4 separate regions of the Sus scrofa genome follow, and regions 1, 2 and 4 are each linked to region 3. The links are chromatin contacts, called in public Hi-C and HiChIP or PLAC-seq maps. All regions are on one chromosome and are shown on one strand. Each heading gives the region's core, a stretch centred on a gene start, on an enhancer-like site or on the middle of the called end of the contact. The rest is flanking DNA. Distances are from core to core; before and after follow the strand shown. Region 1 holds the start of SP110 (sp110 nuclear body protein). Region 2 has its middle 81 kb from the start of CAB39. Region 3 holds the start of LOC100517129 (nuclear body protein SP140-like protein). Region 4 overlaps SP110 (sp110 nuclear body protein).

Region 1 (3,050 bases), core at 486-2,985, 73 kb before region 3:
TTCCTGGTCAGATTCGCTAACCACTGAGCCACGACGGGAACTCGAACATACCTATTACCCTATTGACAAATGGTTAAGAAAAGGGAAAGCACTAACAAAAAATGGAATAACCTAGAGATTTTTATGGAATAAAACACAGATCCCATTTTTCCATTTGATGTCAAAGAGAAAGTTGAGCTATAATTCATGACTATTTCTAGGGACTTAATCCCAGTGGCAGGTTAAGCACTCCTGTCTCTTTTTCCTCATTCCTGAACACTTTAACAGAAAAAAAAAATGTTATCAAAAACAATAATCCACAACAGTACTGGCAACCACAAGAAGAGACGTAGGGGGTCTATAATCATGAAGAAATCCTGGAGGACAGAGAAGAGATGGGAAAGAAGTCTGCTGTTTACCATCTGCACGGGAAATGTGGGGCAAAAATCAATTCAGAGCCAGAAAAGGTCAGGATGGTCACATGCTAGGAAGAGGAAGGGGCCCCGGATGACTAATTTTACTACAGCGTTCTGAGCAAAACACCTGCCGTGTTCCTCACTCTTCATCTGCTACAATTGCCAGGGATGAAGGCGAAGCACAGAGAGGTTCATTAACTAGCCCGAGGTATTCATGGGCAAAGCGGACTCATCTGACCAAAGCCCCTCTTCTCACCAGTGCAGGATACTGCGTCCCGTACGTGAGTGTTCAGGTTTGTATTATGCACAAGAATCTTAAAAATCAATAAGTAAAGATAAATATCAGCGAGAAAAAGAAAAGGAAAGGCATAAACAAGAAATTAAGTCAAATGTACAATGAATGTATGACAAACACGGCAACTTGCTAGAGGTCAGGTCAGAACAGGGCAAAGACAATCTGATAACATGTTTGCCAACCAAACTGGCCAAGATAGAAAACAATCAGAGACACTGCTAGAGGTTAATTTAGTAATCCTTATCAAATCTCCTAAAATTTGTATGCCCTTGAGTCTTAAATTCCACTTCTAGGAATTTTTTTTTTTTTGAAAAGCGTATTCACTAAGAATGGGAAAAGTAATCATAACAAATACATTTTTAAAAAGCAAACTGTCTGCCTGACACAATGCTGTGCTTAACAGCATCCTGAAAGTCCCTCTGCATTTGTTTCTAGATCATCTCCCTGACTCTGGGAATTTATTTCAAGAAAATAATCATGAATGTGCTTAAGGAAAAAATATTAAGAAGTTGATATGTGAGAGAGGAAATTAAATGCACTCTCCTTGTTTTCTCTTTCCCACGAGTGTCCCAGCTCCCTCGGGTCCCTTGTACTATGAATAATGAATGAGCTGCCTGGTTGGGGCAGAGGCAGGGTCACTGCACGGACAAGGAAGTACAGAGGAAATCTCAAGCTCCGTTTGCAATAACAGGCTAGAATTTGGGGGTGGGGGAGTTGTGTGTTTGCTTCCCCGGTTCTTCTGTCTTCTTTTTAACAGTCTCCTATTAAGTCCCACCCACCCTCTCTATCTCTTTGGAAAACGGAATTTTACAGAGAGAGAGAGAGAGAGCCTCACCCTGCTGCTGCGGCCAGAACAGGACCTGGGGAAGCCAATCACCAAAAGCTGAATAAAGCAGCCGAGGCAAAAAAAACCCACCTGGATACTGAGACTGCCATCTGTTCCTTTCCCTTTCCAGGTCCAGGGGCTCTCCCAGGATGGCTCTGGAAGCCTGGGAGCAGGGCAGGGAGGTAGGTTAGGCAAAACAGGAAGTCTGTGCTTTGGGGCTCAGGGTGAGGGCCAGGCTTCCCGAGGAAAGGAAAGTGAAAGCAAAGTGAAAGCATTGAACGGACTGTGCAGAGCTGAAGGTAAGACCTCATTTCTCGCAGCTTCTCGGCACCTCCCGGTACTTGTGAGATTCCCAGGGGACTTGGGGGTCGTGGGATTGGTGGTTTGAGAGGTGGTCCAGCTGGGGAGGAGGGTACTGTGAGGAGGGGGCGTGCGGTCCGAAGGACGTGGTTGGGGCGGGGGGTTATGCTATCTATTTACATCTGTACCTACCTCTGTTTCTTTAGGACTCGTCCTCCTACACTTTTTGGGGTGATGAAAATGTCCCTAAGCTTAATTGTGGGGATGATGATGTTACACCAAGGAATCCATTTACTAGAAATCATCACACTTAAAAAAAATAAAAATAAAAACAAAGGGGAGGGGTGACTCAGAAATGCCTATACTTTGTCAGGATAAAATTATTACTGAAGAAAATTGAAATTTAAAAAGAAACCTGAATAGAAACTTAAATCCTGCAGTGGTGGGCAGATCCCAGAGAGAACTGGGGCCAGGAGAAGGTTCTAAAACAGCCGCTCCAGGGAGACAGGGAACACTCCCTCTAAACATCCTATTAAAGATTGCTAATATGTGGAGTTCCTGTCGTGGCTCAGTGGTTAACGTATCCGGCTAGGATCCATGAGGTTTGGGGTTCAATTCCTGGCCTCGCTCAGTAGGTTAAGGATCGGGCGTTGCCGTGAGCTGTGGTGTGGGTCACAGATGCGGCTCGGATCCGGGTTGCTGTGGCTCTGGCTCTGATTCGACCCCTAACCTGGGAACCTCTATATGCGGCGGGAGCGGCCCTAGAAAAGGCAAAAAGACAAAAACAAAACAAAACAAAAAAGATTTCTAATATGTACTGTGAGAAATCCTTCTCTAAGAAGTCTGTTTAACCTTACTTAAATCAATGATTTGAAAATGTACTTGGGACCTCTCCTAACAGGACACTTATAAATCAGAAAAAAAGATGGGAAACACAGTTCTAGAGTCTAAGAAACCTTGAAACCAAGGCTAGCATACGTGGGCACGAGCTCAATTTGATGGGAGTATAAAAATGCATCATCTTAAGTGTGCATTTCGATGCGATTTAACAAACGTCATCATAACCACAGTTAAGATACAGGCCATTTCCATCATCCCAGAAAGTCCCCTTGTGCCCTTCGCCAATAGTTTCCTCCTCAGTCCCAGCACTGGGCAATCACTGATCTACTTTCACTATGTCTACGGATTTGTTTTGTCTGCACTAAATTTCTATGTAAATGGTAACGCACAATGT
Region 2 (3,017 bases), core at 465-2,964, 110 kb after region 3:
TACTATAATAAAAATAATAATTTAAACACACACAGAAAATAACAAGGATTCATGAAGAGGTGGAGAAATTGGAACCCTCATGCATTGCTGGTAGAGTGCCTGGTGGAAAACAGCTGGGCAGCTCCTCAAAATGTTACAACATACAACTACCATATGTTACAAATGTTACAACATACAACTACCATATGTTACAAATGTTATAATATACAACTACCATATGTTACAAATGTTACAACATACAACTACCATACATTACAAATACTACAATATTCAACTACCATATGTTACAAATATTACTACATACAACTACCATACCTAGCAATTCCACTCTTAGGTATATATCTAAAAGAAAGCAGGGAATCTAGAGTTCCCTGGTGGCTCAGCAGATTAAAGATCTGGCATTGTCACTGCTGTGGCACAGGTTCGATCCTTGGCCCAGGGACTCTGCATGCTGTGGGTGCATCCAAAAAGAAAGAAGAAGAAGGGAATCAAAGAATTGGAAACATTGCTATTGTCTATACCAGTATTTATAAGCAGCATTATCACAAGAGCCAAAAAGTGGAAACAACCCAAATGCCCAACAACATATGAATGGATAAACAAAATGTGAATACATACAATGGAACATTATTCAGCCATTAAAAAGTATAAAAATGTTCATATATGTTGCCACACTGATGGACTGTGAAAGCATTATGCTAAGTGAAACAATCCAAACATAGGACAAATATATAATTCTAAATATATGAGAAACAGAGAATAGGTAAATTCATAGAAACAAAAAGTAGCATATAAGTTATGGGAGCTGGTGGTGGAGGTGCAGGGAACTGAGAGTTACTGTTTCAGAGGTTGGGGATGACCAAAAGTTTTGGAAATAGACAACAACAATGGTTTTGCAACATTGTGAAAGTATTTCTTATCACTAAATTATCCTCTTACAAATGGTTAAAATGATAAATATTGTTGTATACATTTTACCACCATTTTAAAAATATTCATTGGAAGGGGCTCATATTATTTGAATCTGGAGCTTTGTGTTAATTATTCCAACTAAGTTGTAACATGGCGCTGTCTGGAGACCCAGGACACTAGAGCTGAGCATATTTGGGGACAGAAAAATAAATGGAAGAAGGGGTTTAAATTCTCAGCCTGGTGAAGAGTGAGATCTTACAGATGGTCATGGCAAATATCAGAAACTTCTCAGAGTCACGTCTGAGCCTTTTATTCTGCTGGTTTCAACTACCTACAAACAAGCAGGGGCAGAATGCACTGGGTGTCAGCTTAAAACAAGCTTGCCAGGGGTCCGCTGCTCTTCTCCCTAAATTCCAGTGCACCCAGGGGTGAACTAGGTATGGCCAGTTGAATGGTTCAATAGAAAACAAAAAGTGAAGAAATTCAAGACGAGGAGGAAGTCCTGTCCCTTGCACCTCGTTCTTTTCCCCCAAAAAAGAAACCCTGATCTGATCTAGTCAGTTCCCGGGTCATACACAGGATAAGCCACCAAAGCAGGGCTTGGATAATCAAATGTCAGGCAGGAGCAGGTTATCTCCCAGCAAACACTGGCAGGGAAACGGGCGCTCCGCCGCCAGCCCTGGACTCGCTCTGTCTACTTCTTGCACAAGCTCCATTACTGGAAGTCAGCTGCTGGCACAATTTCAGCCCCCGGGGAGCCACCCACTCGCTTTCCCAGAGCACCCTTCCCCCTTCTAGGGCAGAAGTCAGCCAACACGTTCCACTAAAGCAATACACAGAATCAAATAGGCTTTCAGCTCAGTTGGTAAACAACCGCTGCCTGGAGCCCTTTCAAATGCCTCCCTCCACCCCTGCTGCCCTCGCCAGCCGTCTATTCCCTAAGTCCCTCCCCCACAAGCCCCCCCCCCCCCCAATCAGCGACCTGAGGTCCGGGGGTCCTCCAGAAACCTGCTGCAGCCTTAGCCGACGTCAGTTTTCAGCAGGAGCACACAGAACAGAATGAAAGGAAAGCCTCTACTACCCGAGACATTTCCATTTTTCACTCTAATTTTAGCAAATGAAACTTTACTTAAATTTGCATTTTACCGTCTTTTCTCAATACACCGTGTCGCTCTTTCCAGAACCTCCAGAGGGTCTACAGTGCCCTCTGGTGGCTGAATGTTGCTATTGCACATTCCTCTTCAGAAATACCTTTTCCTCTCCTAATTCATCTTACTGTCTGTTCTGGAAGCGAAGAACTCATTTCTTAACCATCTAACCACATAGCTCAAAATCAAGATTAGAGGTGGCATTCTTCCCTTCTAGGTAAGAGCGAGTGAAATAAATGTAAGGAATTAGTGCATGAGATAGTTTTCCTGTTTGAAGCAGTTGATGTGCCTGTAAGTGTATTTATGACCTAGACGAAGAAGTTTTAGTTCAAATTATGAGGATGCCCTGTGTCTTTGATTCTTTTCCACTCGCTTTCTGAGCTATCTTCCTAGGTCCCTGAGACCTTCTTTGGGCCTAAGAGACCTTAAGAACCGGGCATCTCTGCCTTCTGGATTTCCCTTTAGGCTGGGAATGCTCTGAACCAAGCTCCCCTTGGTTGACTCATGGGGTGAACTGGGGGGGCTGGGGGTGTGAAGACGAAGAGGAATGAGATGGAACTCCTTTGACCACCTCCACCTGCATCTGAGGCCACCTCAGAACCTGTTGACTTCCACTGGCTTACCCTGCAGATTTTCTACTCCGTGAATGCTTCCTGCAAGTGGAGTCTCAGTGGTGGCTTGAACAAAGAAGAAAAATCTGGGGATTAAGGTAAACCGAACCACAGCTGATGGTTGTCTTTTAAGAGGAGACATGAAATGGATTATTGTAACTGGATACCACCTTGCGGGGGGAGTGTTGGGGGTTCTTCATCCTTGCAGCCTTGTGTTATCTAGCACGAGCTAATGCACAGCATATGACCATTGCTCTGGAGGAGATGTGTGGTGGAGAAGAGGCCTCACACCAAAGGGGACATAAGGAGGGGCCTCCTTAACTAATGGGAACGCTCTGTGCAATGT
Region 3 (3,293 bases), core at 291-2,790:
TTTGTAGCTCCAGGTCTACACCACAGCCACAGCAATGTTAGATCCGAGCCGCGTCTGTGACCTACACCACAGCTCAAGGCAACACGGGATCCTTAACCCACTGAGCAAGGCCAAGGATCAAACCTGCATCCTCGTGGATCCTAATCAGATTCGCTTCTGCTGAGCCACGACGGGAACATCCAGAGAAACTGCTTTCTCCACAGAGGGCTGGGGGCTACTTCAGAAACCACCACTGCTCTCACAGAGTGTGGTGTGTGCCCTGCTTTCTCTGACTCGCTGGAAACTTTCCTCCCTATGGCCAGGAGCAGCCCTGTGTGGGAATATCTGCCCTGTGGGTTTCCCACCCAGCCGCTGCTAGCTGGCCTCTGATTCCTTGGAGCCCCAAGCAGACAACAGAAAAGCTGGCACACTGGAGTTCCCATTGTGGCTCAGCAGTAATGAACCCGACTAGTATCCATGAGGACGTGCGTTCAATCCCTGGCCTCGCTCCGTGGGTTAAGGATCTGGCATTGCCATGAGCTGCAGTGAGTGTGCAGACTCGGCTCGGATCCTGCGTTGCTGTGGCTGTGGTGTAGGTCAGCAGCTGGAGCTCCAATTCGACTCCTAGCCTGGGAACCTCCATATGCCACGGGTGCGGCCCTAAAAAGCAGAAAAAAAGAAGGAAAAGAAAAGCAGGCACATTTATGTCAACACCCAGTATGGTGGTGGCCTGATCCACCTGCTGTACAGGGACCGAGAGAAGAGAGAGAGTGGACACTAGAAAAGGCAGGTGTGCTCTGTGCCAGGCTTGTCTGGATCCTGTGCCCCATGGAGTCAGGAGCAGAGGGCAGCCGTGCCCACCAGAACCTCAGCTTGCTAATCCTTCTACCCCCTGAGGGGAGGGAGGGAGAGAGGGCTCCACAGAGACCTTGTGCACTGGGTAGGATGGCCTCATCCGTCTTCTGGAATCTGTACCAACCAGGCTGATGCTCGCTCTTTGCGGGGAAAGAACAGGAGTGGAGAGAGGATAGAAAGCCTGCCCCACATTTTCAAGTGTAACTGGCTCAGACCCCTCCTCAAAGCTGGAGGAAGTCAAATTCAGGGGAGCATCACATGGAAACCATCGCTGCTTCATCAGACATCTGGACACTGGGACCTACCTCAGTTGGGTCCAAGCTCTCCCATGGGCTGGAGAGAAGATCCGAAGTGTCCATTTTCCCCCTGCCCCGGCCATCTTGGCAAGGGAAGGGGCAAAGAGGGACTTTGCCCTTGACCCCCATGCTCTGAAACCCCCTGAGAAGGCAGGAGCCTGAGGACGGCTGGGATCACACAGACGTTGGTTGTTGCTGTCTTTGCACAAACAGGTGGACTCCCGGGGCCCGGGTCTGCCCCTCCCCGAGTCCTCCTCCGGGGTCCTCCGGGGCCCTCCAGTCCCTGAGTGTCACTCCTTGTCTTCCATCCCTGGGGGTCACATGTCATAACGGCTAGAAGGATTGTGTAGCTGCGGGAGGAGGGAGGGAGGACGTCCACAGCTCACTGAGCTACTTTCACTTCCCTTTTCCCCACTTGGGCGGAGCCCTAGAGAGACTTCCTGTTCAGGGTTCAGGCCTAGGGCTGCCTCCCTGGACACTGGAGTGGTTGCAGGCCAAGCTCAGGCCCAGGCCGGGCTGAGGTGGAAAGATGGCTAGTGGAGGCCGTGAGCTCAGGACAAGGTCAGTCTTTCCCCTGTCCTTCCACCTGTCCCTCTGGCCGTGCGGCTGCTTCAGGGCTGTTCTTTGGACTCTGCACTAAACCTTTGCTTTGCACAGGATATACACACGGGATCACTCTGCCGTATAATAAGAAACAGGAATGTGTAACGAGGAAATCAGATTTTAAACGGCAGCAGGGAGCCTGCTGGTTGAGTCTTGTTGCTACAAGGCACATGACATTGTTTTGCAATTTCAGCCAGGAGGCCTGTCCAAAGGTGCTGATCTTTATGAGGCCTTGTGGCAAGGGATTATTTCCTTGTAAACCTAGATCACTCTCTCGTTTCTCTTAGATCAGTCCTACCTTCACATAGCTGAGGAAGTAGAAATTTAAAGGAAACCCCTGATTTATTTTCAAACCTTTGAGTGGTGCTTTTTCCCACCTGTCCTGTGGACGGGGACTCAGACAGTCCCCGGCACTGTTCCCACCTCTGGCTGGGGAAGGGGGGGGGGCTGGATTCTTCTTCCAACAATCCCTGGCAAAGAAAGTGAAAGGAAGAGAAATGCCCCAAACTGCCAAGGGCTAGCCCAGGATGAGTATTTTAATTTTCACAGAAACTATTTCAGTTCTGGAGTAGGTTATACCTCCACAAGGTAAAGAGTAGAAATCCCATCTCTTTCTCTAGTAGTGGGTCGGAAGTAACATTATTTAATATTTTAAAGGTCTGGATTTTGTTAATACAACAGAAATACATTATGCATTCTTGTTCATAAAGTTCCTAAGTATATAGAGGAGAAAATTCTTGTTCACCCCTCACCCCCTTGAAACTTCCAGTCCTGATCCTTTTCAATTCTTGGGTGTTATCTTCCAGATCTTTTTTCTACACATTTACATATGTAACTTATTTTTATAATTACATAAATTTTAGTCCTTTTTTAAAAATGGAATTATGTTTTAAATGCCATTTTTTTCATTTTCATGTACTTTAATAGTGAAAATCATAGCACCTTAATAAACATAGGATCCCCTGGTTCTTTTTAACAGCTGTATACTATTCCACAGAATGGGTACACCATAGTTTTTAAACTCTCCTCCCTCCCCACTCTATTGATAGACATTTAGAGCTTTTTCAATTGTTTGCCTTTACCAACAAGCTGTGATACCAACGGTTTTATATTTTCTTATGTTTTTGCACGTGTACAAGTGTTGGTCTTGTGTCAATAACCAAAAAAGTGGAATTGTTGAGGGAAAGGGTACTAATATTTCATTGTTTACAGCTGATGCCAAACTGCCTTTCTAAGTATCTGAGCCAGCATATTCTCCTACCAAGAGTTAGATGAGCCATCTCCCCACATCCAACCTTTGCAAAAGTGCTGGACAAAGAGTTCTATCTTGTTAATTTGACTCTCCAGGTGACATGGGAGGTTGAACAGTTTTTCGGGTTTATTGGCCTCTTCTATGAATTGCTGGTTTGTTTATTATCAACGTTAGTGAGTTGAGGTGACTGTCTTTACTGATAAGGGAGAATTTGGTAAACATTTTGAAATTTCTTTCTTTTTTTTTTTTTTTTGTCTTTTTGCCATTTCTTGAGCCGCTCTCGCAGCATATGGAGGTTCCCAGGCGAA
Region 4 (3,066 bases), core at 453-2,952, 110 kb before region 3:
TAAACATAAGACTGGATAGTATAAAACTCCTAGAGGAAAAAATTGGCAGAAATTCTTTGACGTAAATTGTAGCAACATTTAAAAAAAATCCATCTCCTAAGGCAAAGGAAATAAAAGCGAAAATAAACAAATGGGACCTAATTAAACTTAAAAGCTTTTGCACAGCAAAGGAAACATGGACAAGATGAAGATGACCTACTGAATGGGAGAAAACATTTGCAAAGGATATGACTGATAAAGGGTTTAATATGCAGCATATACAAACAGCTCACATCAGCGTATTAAATACATGTTACCTACGTATAAAAAGAAACACCTCAACAAGACTACATCATACGACTGATAAGTGCACAGAGACATGACATTAAATCAGAAGTCAAAGCCGGGGCCACGTGCTAAGGAAGCAGGAGAAGTGGTTTGGTGATGGACAGCTGCCAACGCTTGCCTGGACTCTTGCCTCCTACCCGTGTTCTCTAAAAAGGCCAGGGGGTATTTTTTTCAGTGTAACGAACAAAGGACTTTGTTTTGTTTTGCTTTGCTTTTTAGGGCCACACCCCAGGCAAAAGGACGTTCCTGGGCTAGGGGTCAAATTGGACCAGCAGCTGCCAGCCCACAGCACAGCCACAGAAATGTGGGATCCGAGCCACGTCTGTGACCTACACCAGAGCTCACAGCAATGAGGGATCCTGAACCCACGGAGCAGGGCCAGGGATTGAACCTGACGCCGAGCCTGGGAAACTCCATATGTGGGTGCGGCCCTAAAAGACAAAAAGACAAACAAACAAACAAAAAGAACAGGGTGGGTTACCCCTGAGCCACGACAGGAACTTCCAAGAACAAAGGACTTGGGATTAAAACATCTAGTTTGATTCCAGCTCATGCAAGTCTTTTATGCTCTAATTGAATCTGCAAAAGGGGCTGAAATTTTTCTATTTGAAGATTAAATGATAGCAAAGAACAGCGTGCCTTGCTAACTGTAAAGTGATGTACACACTTACATTGCTGTCAGGGCCTCTGCATCTGGTTGTGTGGGATGTGCACTGAGCAAGGAATTCCCCTTTTAAGGTGCTGGTGGGGGGCGCTGGGGCGGATGTTGGAGGGAGGCCTTGGGGCAGGTCACCTCAGAGACAGAATCCATTTGTACACTTCCCATATGTGTCCAGCAGAGGGCAGCAAAGTGCCTGTTTCAAGACTCTGGGGGCCAGCTCTAGCCCAAGTGCATGGAAAAAGGTGCTGATTTTTTTTTTTTCCTCTAGTTTACAAAGTTCTTTGTATGGGTCCACGGTGGTCCTAATATTGGTATCCATACTTGAAAGAAGGAATACTGTATTGATCTGACAGCCCTTTAAGCACAAACTCTGGGGCCTAGAGGAGACGAGGAGTAATGAGGGAGCCAGATCCATGTACTGACCTCATTCGACTGCAGGGAGTGAACAGAATGTACACAGTTAATTACACATGTGACAAAAGCATGTCAGGGAGACCTACCCCTGCCCGCAGGACAAAGGTGAAGTCCGAGACTGTGTGGCAGAGGAGGAGGAAGGATGAGAGCGTGGCTTTGGGGAGGGAGTCGATGCCGGAGCGAGAGGACACAGGTCCTGAGCGAGAAGGAGGATGAACGCTGGGAAAAACCAGCCTGGTGCCTGCCCTTGGGTGTGTGGGTGGGGATTGGAATGCGGCCGTGGATTACATTCCGTTTCTTGGCCTGAGGCCTGGGTACCTGTGGGCTTTTCCTTTGTGTTAACTCCTCAAGCGTACACTGAAGCGCCTGCCTTCTTCCCCACGTGCCACCACGCTGCTCAAGATGCTGCCCTGCCATAATGTGAGGCTCAGCCCGCATGGACATCAGAGCACTGCTGTCTCGCTAGGGAAGCAGTGTGCTCAGAGCCACAGCTGATTTACAAGCTCTTTATTTTTGCAGACTGCAACAAGCCGGCTTGCAGTGGGCAGCAGTCTGTAGACCCCAGCTTGGGTAGCACACCTCACGCTCAGGAATAAGTTAATGGGGGAAAAGGCCAGTGTGGCAGGTGCCTAAAGAGGGAAGGGAGAGTGACAAGAGATGATGCAGAAGTAAATTATAAAAGCGGAAGGAACAGGAATGCCAGGAGGAGGGAGGGGGCAAGGACAGGGGACCCAAGACACACCAGAGCACAGAGCACAGAAGCAAGGGTGGGGGGCCGGGAGGGCTCACCCCTGACCAACACAGGAAGCAAAAGCCCATCCCACCAGAAATGGGAACATGGTTGGCTTTTTTTTTTTTTTTTTTTTTTTCCTTTTTAGGGCCTCGCTTGCAGCATATGGAGGTTCCCAGGCTAGGGGTCAAATGGAAGCTATAGCCACCGGCCTATGCCAGAGCCACAGTAACTTGGGATCAGTGCTGCATCTGTGACCTACACCGCAGCTCATGGCAACACCAGATCCTTAACCCACTGAGCGAGGCCAGGGATCGAACCCGAAACCTCAGGGTTCCTAGTCGGATTCGTTTATGCTGTGCCACGATGGGAACTCCCTGAACAGACATCTTTTCCCCTCTTTTCTAATATATAAAAAATGAATAGTCATTTACAACTGCAAACATGGATTTACATCCTTTATAGGTCAACTTTTTTTTTTCTCTTTTTGGTCAACTATTTTTAAGTAATTTTTTTCCCTTACTAGTTTGGGGAGAAAAGACAGAGATGAGTCCTGATGAATGAAAAATCATAGCATTGACTAAGAAATAAACAGCAAGCCCAAGGCAATAGATAGGGAGGTTAAAACTATTACATACAGAAGTCAAATTTTCACAAGTTAATACATACACATGTATAACAATATACTAAGCATAGATATGTATATATACTTAATACAAATAATAGCGGTAAGGAGTTCCCGTTGTGGCTCAGTGGAAACAAATCTGTTTAGGATCCATGAGGACAAATGTTCGATCCCTGGCCTCACTCAGTGGGTTAAGGGTCTGGTGTTGCCGTGAGCTGTGTCGTAGGTGACAGACATGGTTCAGTTCCCATGTTGCTGTGGCCATGATTCAATCTCTAGCCTGGAACTTCCATATGCCATGGGTGTGGC

The links. A called contact is a pair of places that touch in the nucleus more often than the background predicts. HiChIP or PLAC-seq counts read pairs in DNA pulled down with a chosen protein or histone mark.
Region 1: an H3K27ac HiChIP or PLAC-seq map of alveolar macrophages shows a contact between it and region 3. The contact joins the promoter of SP110 here to the promoter of LOC100517129 in region 3. A contact is called at or near these places in 1 of 5 promoter capture datasets (liver), 3 of 47 Hi-C or Micro-C datasets (alveolar macrophages, heart right ventricle and liver) and 2 of 2 datasets of contacts at active chromatin or transcription factors (alveolar macrophages and skeletal muscle).
Region 2: a contact with region 3 is called in an H3K27ac HiChIP or PLAC-seq map of alveolar macrophages. The contact joins the enhancer-like site here to the promoter of LOC100517129 in region 3. A contact is called at or near these places in 1 of 5 promoter capture datasets (liver), 7 of 47 Hi-C or Micro-C datasets (alveolar macrophages, blood, liver and 2 more) and 2 of 2 datasets of contacts at active chromatin or transcription factors (alveolar macrophages and skeletal muscle).
Region 4: a Hi-C map of liver shows a contact between it and region 3, with 4 times the contacts expected there. The contact joins the enhancer-like site here to the promoter of LOC100517129 in region 3. A contact is called at or near these places in 1 of 5 promoter capture datasets (liver), 5 of 47 Hi-C or Micro-C datasets (epiblast stem cells, liver and skeletal muscle) and 2 of 2 datasets of contacts at active chromatin or transcription factors (alveolar macrophages and skeletal muscle).

The regions. Positions count from the first base shown.
Region 1 is chr15:131,224,808-131,227,857 of Sscrofa11.1, forward strand. It overlaps SP110 (sp110 nuclear body protein), which reads right to left and starts at 1,736. Exons shown (of 17, transcript XM_021075649.1): 1 at 1,607-1,736. The coding sequence starts at 1,626. It overlaps SP140 (nuclear body protein SP140), which reads left to right and starts at 498. Exons shown (of 25, transcript XM_021075644.1): 1 at 498-688.
Region 2 is chr15:131,410,122-131,413,138 of Sscrofa11.1, forward strand. No RefSeq gene overlaps it. Among named protein-coding and RNA genes, the nearest start is that of CAB39, 81 kb to the right of the region's middle. Within about 2 kb of position 1,715, at least 54 of the 83 cell types and tissues checked have an H3K27ac peak or open chromatin away from gene starts, as enhancers often do. A contact at or near this core is called in alveolar macrophages, liver, omental adipose tissue and 2 more, where this site is marked.
Region 3 is chr15:131,298,383-131,301,675 of Sscrofa11.1, forward strand. LOC100517129 (nuclear body protein SP140-like protein) reads left to right here and starts at 1,541. Exons shown (of 20, transcript XM_021075666.1): 1 at 1,541-1,691. The coding sequence starts at 1,660.
Region 4 is chr15:131,185,704-131,188,769 of Sscrofa11.1, forward strand. All of the region lies in intron 9 of SP110 (sp110 nuclear body protein), which reads right to left. Among named protein-coding and RNA genes, the nearest start is that of SP140, 38 kb to the right of the region's middle. Within about 2 kb of position 1,703, at least 31 of the 83 cell types and tissues checked have an H3K27ac peak or open chromatin away from gene starts, as enhancers often do. A contact at or near this core is called in alveolar macrophages, liver and skeletal muscle, where this site is marked.